Linked DNA regions of Mus musculus: regions 1, 2, 3 and 4 are each linked to region 5. The links are chromatin contacts, called in public HiCAR-type, HiChIP or PLAC-seq and promoter capture Hi-C maps. All regions are on one chromosome and are shown on one strand. The core of a region is the stretch at or near the end of the contact, and the rest is flanking DNA. Distances in the headings are between cores, read along the strand shown.

Region 1 (2,740 bases), core at 117-2,616, 650 kb after region 5:
ACACATTCTGGGGGCTATTTCTGTTACAGGTGTTATTTGCCAGAGTTGACAAACCGGACATACAGCTGTGGCTTGCAAAAGCTTGACAGCTAAGTCAGGTGTACTTCACTCATAAGCAAGGAGAAGGGATTCCCTGGACCCCATTCAGGGAAGTCCTGTGCAGATCAGAGGCAGGCATGGAGAGGAGGCAGACAGCAGGAGAGTTTCAGTTCTGAGCACAGGTGAAAGTCTCAAGGATAGCTCTCTCTGCAAATCAAAACAAACCCCCCAACTAGAGCAATTATTTTTAAACGGAGCTAGGGAGATGGGGGAGGGGAGCGTCACCTTAAGTTTTAAAACCCAGAAGGCAACCTACAGTCTTACTAAACATTCAGTCTGGACGGGGATTTTCTAATTTGAGAGGGATGAAGAGTGTTAAACTGTGCCCAGGAATCCATTCCCACCGGTCTGGATCCAGTAATTTTGGAGTGGGGCTTAACTTACCGATTTTTTTTTTTCCCACCAAGTTTGGCAGCTGCTACTGCTGGGTGGAAGGAGACTGAGGGGGCAGGGCAGGGCAGGGCAGGCCAAGATTGCAGAAACAGAGTAATAGGCTCCCGGTAAACAGAACACACCACAAACGCAAGACCCCAAGTGCACCAAGGGCTGCGGAAGGGCTCAGGGGTTTTATGTTAAGAACGAAAGAGACCAGACGCCTCGGAGACCTGAAGAGGCAGAATTAGGCTCCGACGTCACTGAGCAGAACAGAATAGGACTGAAGCTACATCCAGGTGTAGGGACCCTGTAGGTCCTCCTCTGCTCTGGGCAGACTAGGTGACTCCGGGAATGCCCACAGCCAATTCTGAGCGGCATTTCCCACCAGACAACAGCTTCAGACTTTCCTCCCCTGGGAACTAAACCACCCAGACCCGGGATGTAAACAAACGCCCAGCAGGCGGCTCGGCTCCATACTGGCGCCCACGGGGCGCCCCCACCATGACTCAGACCCAGTGACCTTGCTGTCTGGCCTTTGGCCACAGTGACCAGTGTGGCGGCGTCCTGTGCCCCGCTGCCTACGCACCCGGCACCTTCATGACTTCGCCGACCCCCTCCACCGTCCTGTGCAGTCCCGATCGGTCCACTCACCCACAGCTGGGGCGCGATCCGCCGGCGCCAGGGGCACCCCGAGCCCCGGGCCGCAGAGCCAGGCAACCAGTAGGCAGCAAAGGAAGTTGCCCAGCAACGCCATGGTGGAGGCCACTGCCCCAGGACGCTAGACTGGAGCTTGGGCGCCGCTGAGACCCGCAGGCCCTAGGGGTGGAGAGGAAGCCAGAGCCTTTCCTTGTGTTGACGCCCAGCAAGCAGATCACGTGTAATATTAGATTCCCCTGAGCACGAGTTCTTCTGACCTTCTGGACTCCTTTATTTTAATATGCTTCCTTAATTTCTTAGGTCAATGGGAAACAATGTTCTTGCTCCAACCCCGTATTGTTTCCTTCCCTGAACCCCAGGAGCGCCTACCTGACAGGGCCATTTAGCAGAGGTACTTGAAAAGGCAGGAGAACCCTGAATCATAGTTAAGACAAACGAGTACAAGAATGGGTTTGGATTTCCTCAATGGTTTCGCTACCTGGGATTTATGACAGAAATGTAAACTCCCAAGCCTCAGGCCACCGCTGATAAATGAACAGATTAGCTGGGCTGGCCATGTGTGGCTTCATAGTACTCCAAGGTGATAGATAGGTGGAGTCGGCAAACTATGTCCCAGGTTCACCAGGCTGAACGTTTTCCTTTCCACAACTGAGTTAAGCACGTCCTCATGCAACCTACCTGGTAAATACAAATAGAGACTGTTGATTTTTCTATTCCAAAAGTTTTATAAGTATTGGCAAAGACACCAAAACCCACAGACTGTGTGTAATATGTATTCTTTGTTCTCTCTCTAGGAATTTATGAGAATGCGCTCTCTTTATAATATAGCCAACAACTTTAATTTATAAAACGTAGGGTGTCTTTGGAGAAGAGCAAACCTTTGAGAGATGCTGACCTCATAAAAGATGTGAGCTGTGGCGTCTTGAGGAAGCCGTGCTGTGTTAAAAGGTCCTGACAAAATACTATGCTTTAGCTGAGTTCAAGGTACTTATTATGGGAAGATGGGTGTTTTAGGTGGACACCCACATTGTCTTGGGATACCATGGCCTCTTTAATACTCAAATGCCTTAATTTGTGTATCTAGCATACCATTTTCATGATTAAAAGAGTATCTCTGTCACTAAGCTTAAATGGTTTTTCAATATCCTCCAACTATAGAATTAAGAATACTACATTGAAACTTTATAGTTTACCTACTTAGATTTACATTCTTTGTAATAGGAACATATCTGGTAAGTGTATTGATTTATTATTTTCTTTGTTCTATAACTGTAAGTTTCTGTAACCTATTCCATGTTGAAACAGTCATTTAGAGAAACCAGGATCTGTGTTCTTAGCCTAGGATCACACATATTTGGCTTAGGATACATTATTTTTGTATTTTCTTTAGGTACTTTTACCATTATATTTTACAAATATATTTATTTTCCATCAGAGGAAAAAAACTTTGTTTTATATCTGCATGATTTAGACATTATATCTTGTGAATAAATTTTTTTTAATGGACACTAAGTTTCCTTTCAGATCCTGGTAGACTCCTCCAAGTTTTGCTACATCATTGGGGTGATTCAGAGCAGTTCAAGAACCATGCATGCTTCCCTGCAACAGA
Region 2 (2,700 bases), core at 92-2,591, 810 kb after region 5:
CCAAACTCTGAGCCTCTGAATATTAAATATATTAAATTCAAGGAAAATTTTTAACGTGTCATTAAGGGGGAAAAAGACATCGTGTGAAGTGGATAGATGGATGTTTAAAGGTTACTGTACAAAGAGCAAAACAACCCGTAAGAGTCAGTCTAACCCATTACTTTTTCCGGTATCCAATCACAGGTAAGAGTGCCTCGTTCTGGTTTGTCTTTCGCAGCTGAACATGCCTCTAAGTGGTCATCAGTGTCCAGTATCCACCTGCTGGTCTGCTAGGGTCCAGCTGCTAACCCTGTTGTTTGCTTTAATGGCTTCCCTTGGGCTCAGCACCTGCTCTTCAGGGAGCTTCCCTGAGTCAGGAGTGCTTTCTGATATTATCTTTGAGAAGATGGAATGCCACTGTCATCTCAGCTTGACTAAAGAAGGGAATTGAGTTGTGGGGTCTGAGATGTCCATGAGACCTGGTCACCCTTTACAGAAACCCTCCAAACCTTCAGGAACCCACAAAAGGCTGCAGTAACTGTAGCCAAGAGCAACCTGGACTGGGATGCCTTCTGCCTTTCAGTCTGTGGGACCATCTGGCACTTGAGTCCCTCTTCCTTTATCAGCGAGGGTCCTCGCAGCAAGCAGAGTCTGATATGGCTGCGGGGCACCCCTGAGGTCGCTGGTTTCCTAGCAGGCATACTTTATCAAGGAATGGGGGGAAACCGGTAAGGTGAAGTCTCTTGGCTAAAGCCACAGTTCTGGACGCTTGAAGCGGGTTGGAACTCAGACCTCTACTGATAGAAAAACGAGGCCGGAAGAAAATGATGTGGCGTTGATGGCGTGAGCAGAGAAAGGCTCAGCAACTTATAATCAGAGGTCCCCTGAGTCCACTCTCAGTGGCCAGCGAGCATAAGCCAATGAGCAAACCTCCCAGGAGCACCAGCTTTCACTCCGACAGTCCCCCAGCTCCAGGTGGAAGGATGGGATCTGCTCTGAAATCCCCCTGGGCATGTGCAGACCAGGCATAAAATAGCAAAGTTGAGCTTACATTTTCCCCTCACTCGGTCTCCCCAACTCCCCGAGCCCTTTCCCTCCATCCCCTCTCTAGTGACACCTGCTCGCCGGTACTTACCAGCTGCGCGCAAGAGATGCGGGCGGCGCCGGGCCAGGTCCCTCACGGTGGCGCCTGCTGCCGGCCTCTCTGCGGCACGGAGCTGCGACGCGGCTGGAGCTTGCAGCCGCCTCTGCTCTGGGATGCGGCTGGGCTGAGCTGGTGGCAGCAATGTGTGGGGCGGAGGGAGCCGCTCGGTCCCGCCCCCGCGAGCTGAGCTAGGCTCCACAGGACCTGCCCAGTTAAGCAGAACCTGCCACCGCTGAGCCCCAGGGGACAAACGCAACAGTAGTTCCTGCTCCAGGTGTCCTAAGGGGACAGCCTCTGTGCATGTTCACCGAAGACAGAGTCAGTTCCCTTGAAATTACACACCTCCGCTGCTGTCTGTCTGTCTGTCTGGATGCTGCTATCCTTCCCTCTTATTTACAGGACTTAGGCTCCTGGTATCAGGAGGTTGCACTTTATCTAACAAGGGATGTTTGGAGAAACTAGCTCTGTTGCACCTGGAATCTGGGTGTTCGCGTTTATTTACAGATTCTTTTAGCACATTGGAGTCTCACGCCATAAAGAACACTTCTCTTCTCTTCTCTTCTCTTCTCTTCTCTTCTCTTCTCTTCTCTTTCTTTCTTTTTTTATTTTTGTGCAATAAAAAGCAGACATCAATGTGTATCAGGCGTCACTTTTAGACTCTCACTAAAGAAAACAAAGTTCTTACTGTTAAGCTGTCCTTATGTCCTTTAAAAGATGTAGGAAATGGAAGAAGTTGCTGCTAACAAAAAAGACTCTGATTCTGGAGGAGGTGACTTTTGCTGGAAGTCCCAGTGGCCTCTGAGAGTCACCAGAATTCCAAGTCTTTATTATGGGCTGCTCAATTATCCTGCATCTGGCTTCCAGGAAGTCCAGGTCTGGGATACCCAGATACTTCCCATTGACCAGCCCCATTTGGCCTGCTTATAGAAAGACTGACATATTAAAATATAATCAGGGAAAAGTCCCCATTGGAAGTGTCTACAAAGTGTATGATGGTTAGACTCCTTGAATTATTGACTATTTGTAACTGCGCCGTGTGGTAATAACTCTCTACTTGCAGATAATAGACTCAACTCCAACAAAGTGAGGTCAGTTGCATAAGGTGAAACGGGGAAATCCAAACCCTGGCCTGTGAGATGCCCCAGCGGGTTAAGGTGCTCACTGCCAAACCTGATGAGTTGGGTTTGATTTCCCATACCTGGATAGTGGAAGGAGAAAACTGGCTCCCATAAACTGAGCTCTGATTACACACACGCCTCACACACATGCATGCATTCACCAGTACACATGTATAAATGTGATTTAAAATTTTAAGAGAGGGCTAAGGAGATGATTCCATGGTAAAGAGTTCTTGTTGCTCTCACAGAGAACCAGCACTGTGTTCCCAGCTCCCATATTGCACCTGGCAACTGGATGAAGCTCCAGTTCTAAAGGTTTTGTCACCCCCTTCTGGTCTCCACAGGTACTGCTTGCATGTGATAACATAAGTATACTTGCAGGAAAAACACACGTAAACACAAACTAAAAGCTAATCTCATTTTTAACCAAGCTGATTTTAAAACTCAGGTCTTTTTACC
Region 3 (2,700 bases), core at 44-2,543, 700 kb after region 5:
GTCTTCGGGATCTTTGCAGAACCTCATTTTCAATGTTGAACCTTGCTTTTCTCTGTGTGTACCACAATGTGAAACTCAACAATCCACCTATGCAATTCTGGTCGCCACTCGGCACCTCTCATCTGAAATACTTGCCATTCCTTTTGAGTTCAGCCTTCCTCTGTGAGTTCACTCCATTGCCTCATTTGTAGCCTTCACTTATCACAGCTTACTCTGTCATGTGACCCACACTGATGCTGCTGCTCATCATTTGGCTGATCCTGAACGGAGGAGACAGCAGAAGCTTTGTAGGAGCACTCAGAGAGGCAGCCATAGAGGGGGCCCTCTTTTCACCCTCTCTGGCCACTGAAGACCTAATAGCTCTATGAGAACTCCAGAGCCATCCGGAACAGGAATGGGGTGCAATGAAGGGGCACAGGAAGCTTTTTTCCACAAGGAAGGAAGTTCTTATGAGTTCAACTCACTGAAATAGGAGGGCTTATCACCAAGGCAACACAGTGTAACATGTACGCAACCTAGGAAAGTTAGGCAGGCATCAGAATGGAACTAAATGTTTCCATATCTTGGAGAGGTAGTAAGGACTGAGGACTCAGCACACTCGTGTAGAATTAAGCTGTCATGCATGAGCATTGAAGAACTTGCTAATAATACCTTCAGTCAATGCTGAGAAACAAAGTCACCAAGTTTGAGTGTACTTTTCTGGAGATCACATGCAATATGCCCCATCTGTCTCCTCTCAAACTAGAAAAAAACAAAATAAGTAGTTCAGGGAAAATAAAATATAAATTTGTTTGCAAGAGTGAACAGGCCATTATTGCCAGAGTTTTATTCTTTTAAAATATCTCAAAAATAAATCCCCAAATTCAAAGACTATCAAGTCTAGGTTGTTAGCTTTCCTATAACTTCAGTTTAAGAAAACTGAAACTCTAGGAATGTGTAATAAAAGAGTACCTGCAAAGAAGCAAAGTATTCTTTCTCCCTCTTTTGGATTTAGTGATGGAATAACCCAGCCGCTGAGCCTCATTTTCTGCTAATAGGCAGAGTTAACTGATCAGTTCATCCCCCCAGTCTCTGATCATCATGGAGTAATCATTGCCTCACTACCTCCTGGTCCATTTCATAAACTTCCATTTTCTTGAGACAGAGATGTTCTGGTCTGAGGAGTGAGACTGTGTACTTGTTAATTATCACTGGGAGGTGAACACCTGCTCCAGAGACCTACAGACAGCCTGTCTGTGTTAACAGAGAATACTAGCAAAGACTGGCTGGTAACAGGAAGCAAGCAGACATGTGTCATGACCCTGCAACCTTTTGTAAAAGTAGTAAAAGCAGAATTATTACAGGGTGTGGCCCTCAGTGCAGAGGAAGTGAAATAAGTTGTGTCTTGTTTTCTCTACATGTTTAGTGACCTTGTGTGTGTACTTAAATCCCAGCTAATAGGCACCAAGAACAAAAATTATTCATTCAATGATTATAGCAGTACCTTAGAAAGAGATGGTATAGCTCATGAGAACCTGGAGGGGAGGCATAAACAGAAGCAAAAGAAACCCCGGGGCGGAGGAATCCACACTGAATTCTGCATCTGCTCTGTAACTTCAAAAGGACTTTGTTATAAATAAAAAGCATTCTTTTTCTTTAAAAAAAAAGATTTAATTATTATGATTAAGCACACTGTAACTGTCTTCAGACACACCAGAAGAGGGCGTCAAATCTCATTACGGATGGTTGTAAGCCACCATGTGCATGTATGTGGTTTCTGGGATTTGAACTCAGGACCTTCAGAAGAGCAGTCAGTACTCTTACCTGCTGAGCCATCTCTCCAGCCCAATAAAAAGCATTCTTGCCTTTAAACACATCCTCACCGTCAATAATCACCTTAACCTTTTAACTCATTTGTGCCTCAGTTTCTCCTGGTGCAAAACAGGGACAATAGTAGTACCATACCACGGGAGTATATGACTTATAAGGACCCATGTGAATAAAGCTCTCAGAATGATATGTGTACATCAGAGAACTATTATGGAAGTGTCTCTTGCTATCTGGGGAGATGATAGAAGTCCACAGTTTGGCTCTCTTACTCCTATATTCCTTTATCTCTCACTTTTCTCACTTCTCTCTCCCCTCTCCTTTCTCTTTGTCTTCTCCTCTCCTCTCTCCCCTCCCCCTTTCTCTCTCTTCTCTCTTTCCCCTGCATTTCTATAATAAACTCTTAAACCATAAAACAAAAAAGAAGTCCACAGTTTGAAAGTTCCATTTCTGAAGCCAGCCTGCCTTGCTTTAAAACCTGTCTTTGCCTCTTACTGGGCTCATCTTGGGTAGCCATTTTGGGCCATGTGCTCTCATGCATAGGGCTATAGTCAGAACTAATTATGTATGAAGCACTTAGGATAATAGTTAATGCTTAGTGTTAGACATTATGTTCTTCTCATGCTATCACTTGCATGTGTCCTCTCTAGGGAAAATACTCCAGTGGTACCAGCAGCTATACTCAGTGCCTTTAGTCCCCAACAGTTCCTTGCCAAGACTTCTTGGCCAGCATCCTCTTTGTACATTCAACGTTCCCACACAGCACACAGTGAGAAAATAGCTATCTCCTCCACCCCCACCCTGGGAAGACCAGGCAAATCAGTTAACCTCATGTCCTTTCTTTTAAGAGTCCCATTTTCTCACTAAGGAGGCTGTGCTCTGATAGAAGATATT
Region 4 (2,700 bases), core at 146-2,645, 770 kb before region 5:
CGCTTCGAGAGCAGGCCGGGCTCACAAGTGAGCAGCCCTTCTAGGCTGTCCCACTTGCCCTCGGAAGCTGAGAGCATCCAGGCGTGATCCAGGGGATCCAGGGTAACCGAGGCCCCGACGCTGCTCTCCTCTTCTGCGGACGAAGAAGCTAACGATGCGGTATCGGAGTCGCCCCCTCCTCTGCTGCGACCTCCAGCGTTACCGTCCCCAGGACCCACGCTCCTCTTTAGTTGCGGGGAGCTGCCCAACACCAGGTCCCGAAAGTTCTGACGGGCCGACCTGGGTGTGTTTGGCCCACTAGGGGAACTGCCCCCTTCAGCCTCCCCCTGTGGAGGGAGTTTAAGGTTCTCGCTGGACCCGGGACCCGACGCCCAGGACACGGCCTCGACCTCCTGTGGTGGCGAGTCCTTACCTTGGGCCCCACCTTGAGCAGGGGCTGGAGGCTCTTGGTCGCTCACTTCGCCACCCAGTCCGAGAGACAACTGTGGATTTGCCTCCTGGAGCTGGCTGCCCTCGCAAGGCTCCGCTGCAAGGTCCGGGACTTGAGGCTCCTCAGTCACCTCGATACGCGGGGGCTCTCGGGGGAGCTTGGCCTCAAGCGGGGGGGAATCCCCCGTACAGAACCTTTTCTTGAGATGCACATACTTGGTACCATCCGCGGGATCGGTGCGCACGGTGGCCACGGCATTGACCAGTTCCTTGAAGCGCTCGCGGGCGCGGGTGCGCTGTTCGCGCTGGCCACCCAGGACGTCCCTGAAGTGTTGCACCAATTCCGAGTGTCCCGCCCGGCCCCCACGCTCGGCGAGGAAGCGCAGGATCGCCTCCGAGCTCAGCTCCAGTGACCCCTCCATTCACCGCGGCTCAGCTTCTCAGCCCCAGGAGCGCTCAGCCAGACACCATGGCCGGACGCCTGGAGGACCCGGAGAGCGGCTTGGGTCTCAGTGGCTGGCAGCACGCGCGATCCCAGCTTTGAAGAGTCTCGAGTCCCGCGAGCGCTGACACCGCCTCACTGGGGCCGCGTCCCAGTGGACACGCCCCGCCACACCCACTTCCGCTCGGGACTCAATCTCGGCGACAGTCCCCGGCCCGAGGCCCCGCCCACTTCCGGGCTCCGCGCGGGCTCGCAGCCACTGTTTCCGCCAGTGGCGGGAGGCGAGGGACCCAGAGCTTGGCCTCCGAGGCTCACGTTTCCACTCACCCTCCCCACACACTTGGCTTTTCGTCAAAACGCCCGGTGGGGCACACCCGGGAGAAGCTCGCCCCGAGCGCGGGAAACCCTGGTAGTCCCTGGCGCGTTCCCGCAGCCCTCCGCCTCGGCCCCGCCCCAGCCTCTCAGCAGAGGCCGCCCCGCCCATTAACGGCTGCGGGGCGCCGGGCACGCCCCTTGTCCCGCCAGTTACGCCCAGCGGGTCTCTCTCTGAAGCGGCCCGGGACCTGTGTTTGCGTCCAGCCTGAGACCACCGTTTCCCTACGTCCCACCAGGGCTATGGCCTCATGCGACGAGGTACAGCAGCTGGTGAGCCCCGCGCCCTTGGGTTCCCCGAGCCCCCGCCCCGCCCCGCCCGGTCGCCTCTGGGCCAGCGAGATTGTGACCGTGCGGCTCCGGGACTCCGCGTGTCGTGGAGAGGGGGCTCCCTGTTGCCCCAGGGCGAGGGCTGAAGAGCTCTGGCGAGCGACTGCATGTTGGGGAAAAGTTACATTTTCCAGGCTTCCTGGTCCTGGCCAAAGCGGGGTGGTGTAAATGAAATCCAGGATGATGATCGATGCCTATCACTTTGTAACGGTTTTTTTTTTCCTTTTCCCCGACTTAAATCAGGCCTTGGAATCCGCCTGATTTTGTGCAATTGTGTACACGTACATGGCTACTGACCGGAAAGTCGGCTTCCTTAGATTTTCCAAAGCTCGCGGGTTTACTGTAATGCTTGGCGGTTTTGTTTGGCTTTCCCGTCCCCTTGTAATGAAAAAAAAAAAAAACAACAAAAAAAAAACAAACAAACCACTTGACCGATCCAATGTTTTGTGCGGTTCAAATAACTTGAAAAACTTATCTTAGTTGATATAGGATATAAGCCATAGTTATCCGAGAGGTCATACTGTTTTCATAATACCAATCTCTTGTAATCTTGCTTTTGTTCCCATCATTTTAAGATTGTATGTGGAATCTTCCAGTTGTCGCAGGGGGTAGAATAGATTCTATTTCTACTTCCCTAACAGCTGCACGCAGTAAATTATTTTTCTCTACTTTAAGAAACTCTAATATTTCCCTTATCCAATATTAATGAAAGTAATCCTCTTAACTAACTCTATTGAATCCTTTGGCATTGGTAGTATTTTTGTCGGATTCTTAATCTCAAGCAACATTTCCCAAATAACTTTCTACTTACCTGAAACAAGTGACTCTTATTATTATCTTCCTATGTTGCATTTTAGTTGTAGAACTTATTTCAATAGACTAAAATAAAAATAATGAGAAATAGATAAATGCTATAATTTCTGTGTGAAGTTGGTTCGTGATCATTGACATGAAAAAAAAATCATAGTACCTAAGCTATTCGAACCTTAATGGCTGTCCAGTAAACCTATTCTCATAAAAAAGTATTATCATCCATTTAGTGATTTATCAGTACCTTCTAATTCTTTAGCATGATGAAACTTTGATTTCTTGTTAGATATATCCACACTAATACAACTTATAGGTCT
Region 5 (2,700 bases), core at 117-2,616:
GATTTTGATCCATCAGAGGAAACTGGGTGTAAAATTTCCCACTTTGGGCATACCAGCACTAAATGAACTTGAGACTTTTAAAATCGCTTTGGGGGAGGGGTTGTAGATTTGCTGGACTGGATTATTTAACCTGCAGAAGCCATCTAAAGAAGAGACTTTAAGTAACAACAACAACAACAACAAAAATTATGCCATTTGACTTGTATGTTCATGAACTTTGGTTTATATAGATGACCATAAAACCCTCAGAGACAGAATGTAAAATATATATATATATATATATATATATATATATATATATACACAACTGAATTGGGCGTTTGTAAACAAAAATTGAAGCCCTCTGACTCTTTGTATCTCAAAGTCTGCCCTAAATGTTAACACGAATCATCCTCGGTAACACTAAATAACACTAACAAGGTCAAAATGCCGTTTACTGATGAAGAGTCTATACTGTACCAAGTTAGTTTACCAATGGTAGAACTTGATTGTTCAACACACCCCTCCCCCGCCCAAAAAATAACTGACTGTAGAGCCTCTGTACATCTCTCTCCACCGGCCAACACTCTTTAAGAACCCAAAATAAACACAACGTTAATGATCTTAAACACACACACACACACACACACACACAAAACACGTTGCGAAATAACGTTAGAAATGTTAAGGTATTGCAACTACCGCCTAGAAGGAATTCCGACTAGCAGCCTCCAAAAGGGGTTTGGGGAAGCGGGGCACAGCACTAGAAGACTTAAATTATGGGCCTTCCGTGTCGTTTATGCTGACGCGCCCTTCCTTCCCGCCCTGCTTCGTCCGTGGAGCCACCCACACAACCGTGCAAGCCCACCGCCGCGCGGTGTCAGCCTCCCCCCGAGACACGGCAGCCGTGACAGGGCCTAGCTATCCGGGAGACCGACGACGCCGGGCGGGCGGGCGGGCGAACCCCGCAGAGCGCCCCACGACGGCCTACGGAGCGGAGGCCGAAGAAGCCAGGCCCGAGTGGGCCCGCGGATAGCCATGAAGAGGAAACGCTGGCGGCCGCAGTCCCCACGCCTCCGGTGCTCAGCAGCGCCACGCCGCCCGCGACCGCCTCCACTCCAGCGGGGAGCCGAGGCCGCCGGGAGCCATGACACCGGCGCCACCGCCACCGGACCAGACCCGCTTACCTCTCGGGGCGACGGGGCGGAGCCCTGCACCGAGGCGATGTACCGCTCCACGTCGGCCTTGCTACGCCTCATCGCGCCGCGGACCAGGCTCCCCAGGAGCGGCAGACCAGCCCTGGGGCCTACAGCGACTGCGGGCTCCAGGAGGTGAGCGCCGAACACCGGTGACGCAGCTCCGTCGCGAACGGATGGGCACAGGGCGTGCGGCGCGCGTCATCACTGTGCGCCGCGCTGCGGCCTGGAGCGCCTGCTCGCTGTCACCCCGCCACGCCCGCGCTCCAGACCACGTGACCGTTTCGCAAACGATCGAGACGAACTCCCTTTCCCCGGGAAAGGCTTTATAGATTTCACTGGTGCTACGTCACAAAGCGGACCTAAAATGGCAGTGCCCTAATAAATCCGACCTTTTCGGGTGCTGCATCTGGTCAACACTTGATTTCCTTCTAAAGAGACAAACGTCGTCATTGCCTCCGGTTTCAGCAGAATAAAGGTTAATATTGGTTGAACAGTGTCTTTATGCTTAGATAAATCGGAGTGGAAATATTAGCGTTACGTGATGAGATGCACCTCACGGGGTAGTTGACGGTTAGGGGCAGAGGAGGAAGTGGTGGCTTTCCTGGCAAACAGAAACAGGCTTCACGAGGTTTTAAGAAATGATGACTTTAGGTTTCTGTTTGGGTAAGAATCGAGGCGGCCGTTAGGACGCTGTCAGCAACAATTGCCTTCAGGGGCCTGTTTTGTGACTTAACAATGAGCAGAACAGATTATATTAGAATATTAAAAGTAATAATCTCTTCGTGCTAGAGAGATGGCTCCGCAGTTAAGAGTGCTTGTTGGTCCTCTGAAGGACCGAAGTTCAGTTCTCAGCAGCCGGTTCCAGGGCATCTATCTAAATCCGGGTTCTGACCCCCGTAGAACCCACACACACACGTCCTCATGTACACACACACACACACACACACACAAAGTTTTAAGTAATAGTCTCAAGATTGTGAATAAACTGTCGTAAACGACAACTGCTGAAAAGAACCTTTGTCTGCAAAGACTGATCAAAACCGCAGTGGAGAGGTTAGAGTGGTGCAGTTCCAGATGTTAAATACCTTATTGTCAGATACAAAGGGTACCCCACCCATCCCCCAAAAATGCCACTGACTCCAAAATTGGATCTAACTTAGACTCAGTCTGGACTGTGGAGGATTTCTAGTGGTTAGGAAAAGCCTGCATTCCTTAGTAACTTGTGAAACTGTTTCCTATCTACCAAAGGAGTAATTTCCCTTACCTCTGGCAGAAATGGATTTACAGCTCTGCGCTAGCCCCCAGGCTCCCCAGTCCATACTTACAAGTACTTGTTATACAATTCAAAGCCCCCTTGCCAGCATCCTGGCTCTTTGCTTCCCTCCTCCCCAGATACATATTCCCCCATCTCCCTTCTCTCAGCTTTTCCTGAGAGAGACAACCTTTGTTGTTTGGAATAAACTTTACCTTGTCTACCCAAAGAGTGGCCGTTTCAGTCTCTTTACTGTGCCCCTTGCCCTTG

What was found. Promoter capture Hi-C pulls out the DNA fragments that hold promoters and counts their contacts. HiCAR-type assays count read pairs that join an accessible place to other places. HiChIP or PLAC-seq counts read pairs in DNA pulled down with a chosen protein or histone mark.
Region 1: a contact with region 5 is called in an H3K4me3 HiChIP or PLAC-seq map of stem cell-derived neural progenitor cells, with 5 times the contacts expected there. The contact joins the promoter of Smpdl3a here to the promoter of Ranbp2 in region 5. A contact is called at or near these places in 6 of 39 promoter capture datasets (cranial neural crest, hematopoietic stem and progenitor cells, liver and 3 more), 1 of 484 Hi-C or Micro-C datasets (cerebellum), 3 of 115 datasets of contacts at active chromatin or transcription factors (astrocytes, embryonic midbrain and stem cell-derived neural progenitor cells) and 1 of 9 other capture datasets (liver).
Region 2: a promoter capture Hi-C map of pre-B cells shows a contact between it and region 5, with 3 times the contacts expected there. The contact joins the promoter of Pkib here to the promoter of Ranbp2 in region 5. A contact is called at or near these places in 1 of 39 promoter capture datasets (pre-B cells) and 1 of 115 datasets of contacts at active chromatin or transcription factors (large pre-B cells).
Region 3: a HiCAR-type map of astrocytes shows a contact between it and region 5, with 2.3 times the contacts expected there. The contact joins the enhancer-like site here to the promoter of Ranbp2 in region 5. A contact is called at or near these places in 5 of 39 promoter capture datasets (the 3T3-L1 cell line, cranial neural crest, frontonasal cranial neural crest and 2 more), 1 of 484 Hi-C or Micro-C datasets (Th1 cells) and 6 of 115 datasets of contacts at active chromatin or transcription factors (astrocytes, bone marrow-derived macrophages, differentiating embryonic stem cells and 3 more).
Region 4: a contact with region 5 is called in an HNF4G HiChIP or PLAC-seq map of pancreatic cancer cells. The contact joins the promoter of Septin10 here to the promoter of Ranbp2 in region 5. A contact is called at or near these places in 3 of 39 promoter capture datasets (liver, pre-B cells and trophoblast stem cells) and 4 of 115 datasets of contacts at active chromatin or transcription factors (extraembryonic endoderm stem cells, memory CD8 T cells, pancreatic cancer cells and 1 more).

Annotation. Positions count from the first base shown.
Region 1 is chr10:57,793,170-57,795,909 of GRCm38.p6, reverse strand. It overlaps Smpdl3a (sphingomyelin phosphodiesterase, acid-like 3A), which reads right to left and starts at 1,366. Exons shown (of 8, transcript NM_020561.2): 1 at 1,126-1,366. The coding sequence starts at 1,228.
Region 2 is chr10:57,630,622-57,633,321 of GRCm38.p6, reverse strand. It overlaps Pkib (protein kinase inhibitor beta, cAMP dependent, testis specific), which reads right to left and starts at 1,341. Exons shown (of 5, transcript NM_001039051.2): 1 at 1,115-1,341.
Region 3 is chr10:57,744,259-57,746,958 of GRCm38.p6, reverse strand. No RefSeq gene overlaps it. Among named protein-coding and RNA genes, the nearest start is that of Fabp7, 39 kb to the left of the region's middle. Within about 2 kb of position 1,293, at least 58 of the 459 cell types and tissues checked have an H3K27ac peak or open chromatin away from gene starts, as enhancers often do. A contact at or near this core is called in Th1 cells, astrocytes, bone marrow-derived macrophages and 1 more, where this site is marked.
Region 4 is chr10:59,220,195-59,222,894 of GRCm38.p6, reverse strand. Septin10 (septin 10) reads left to right here and starts at 1,395. Exons shown (of 10, transcript NM_001024911.3): 1 at 1,395-1,504. The coding sequence starts at 1,487. It overlaps Sowahc (sosondowah ankyrin repeat domain family member C), which reads right to left and starts at 973. Exons shown (of 1, transcript NM_172939.3): 1 at 1-973. The coding sequence starts at 851.
Region 5 is chr10:58,445,518-58,448,217 of GRCm38.p6, reverse strand. Ranbp2 (RAN binding protein 2) reads right to left here and starts at 1,366. Exons shown (of 29, transcript NM_011240.3): 1 at 1,167-1,366. The coding sequence starts at 1,238.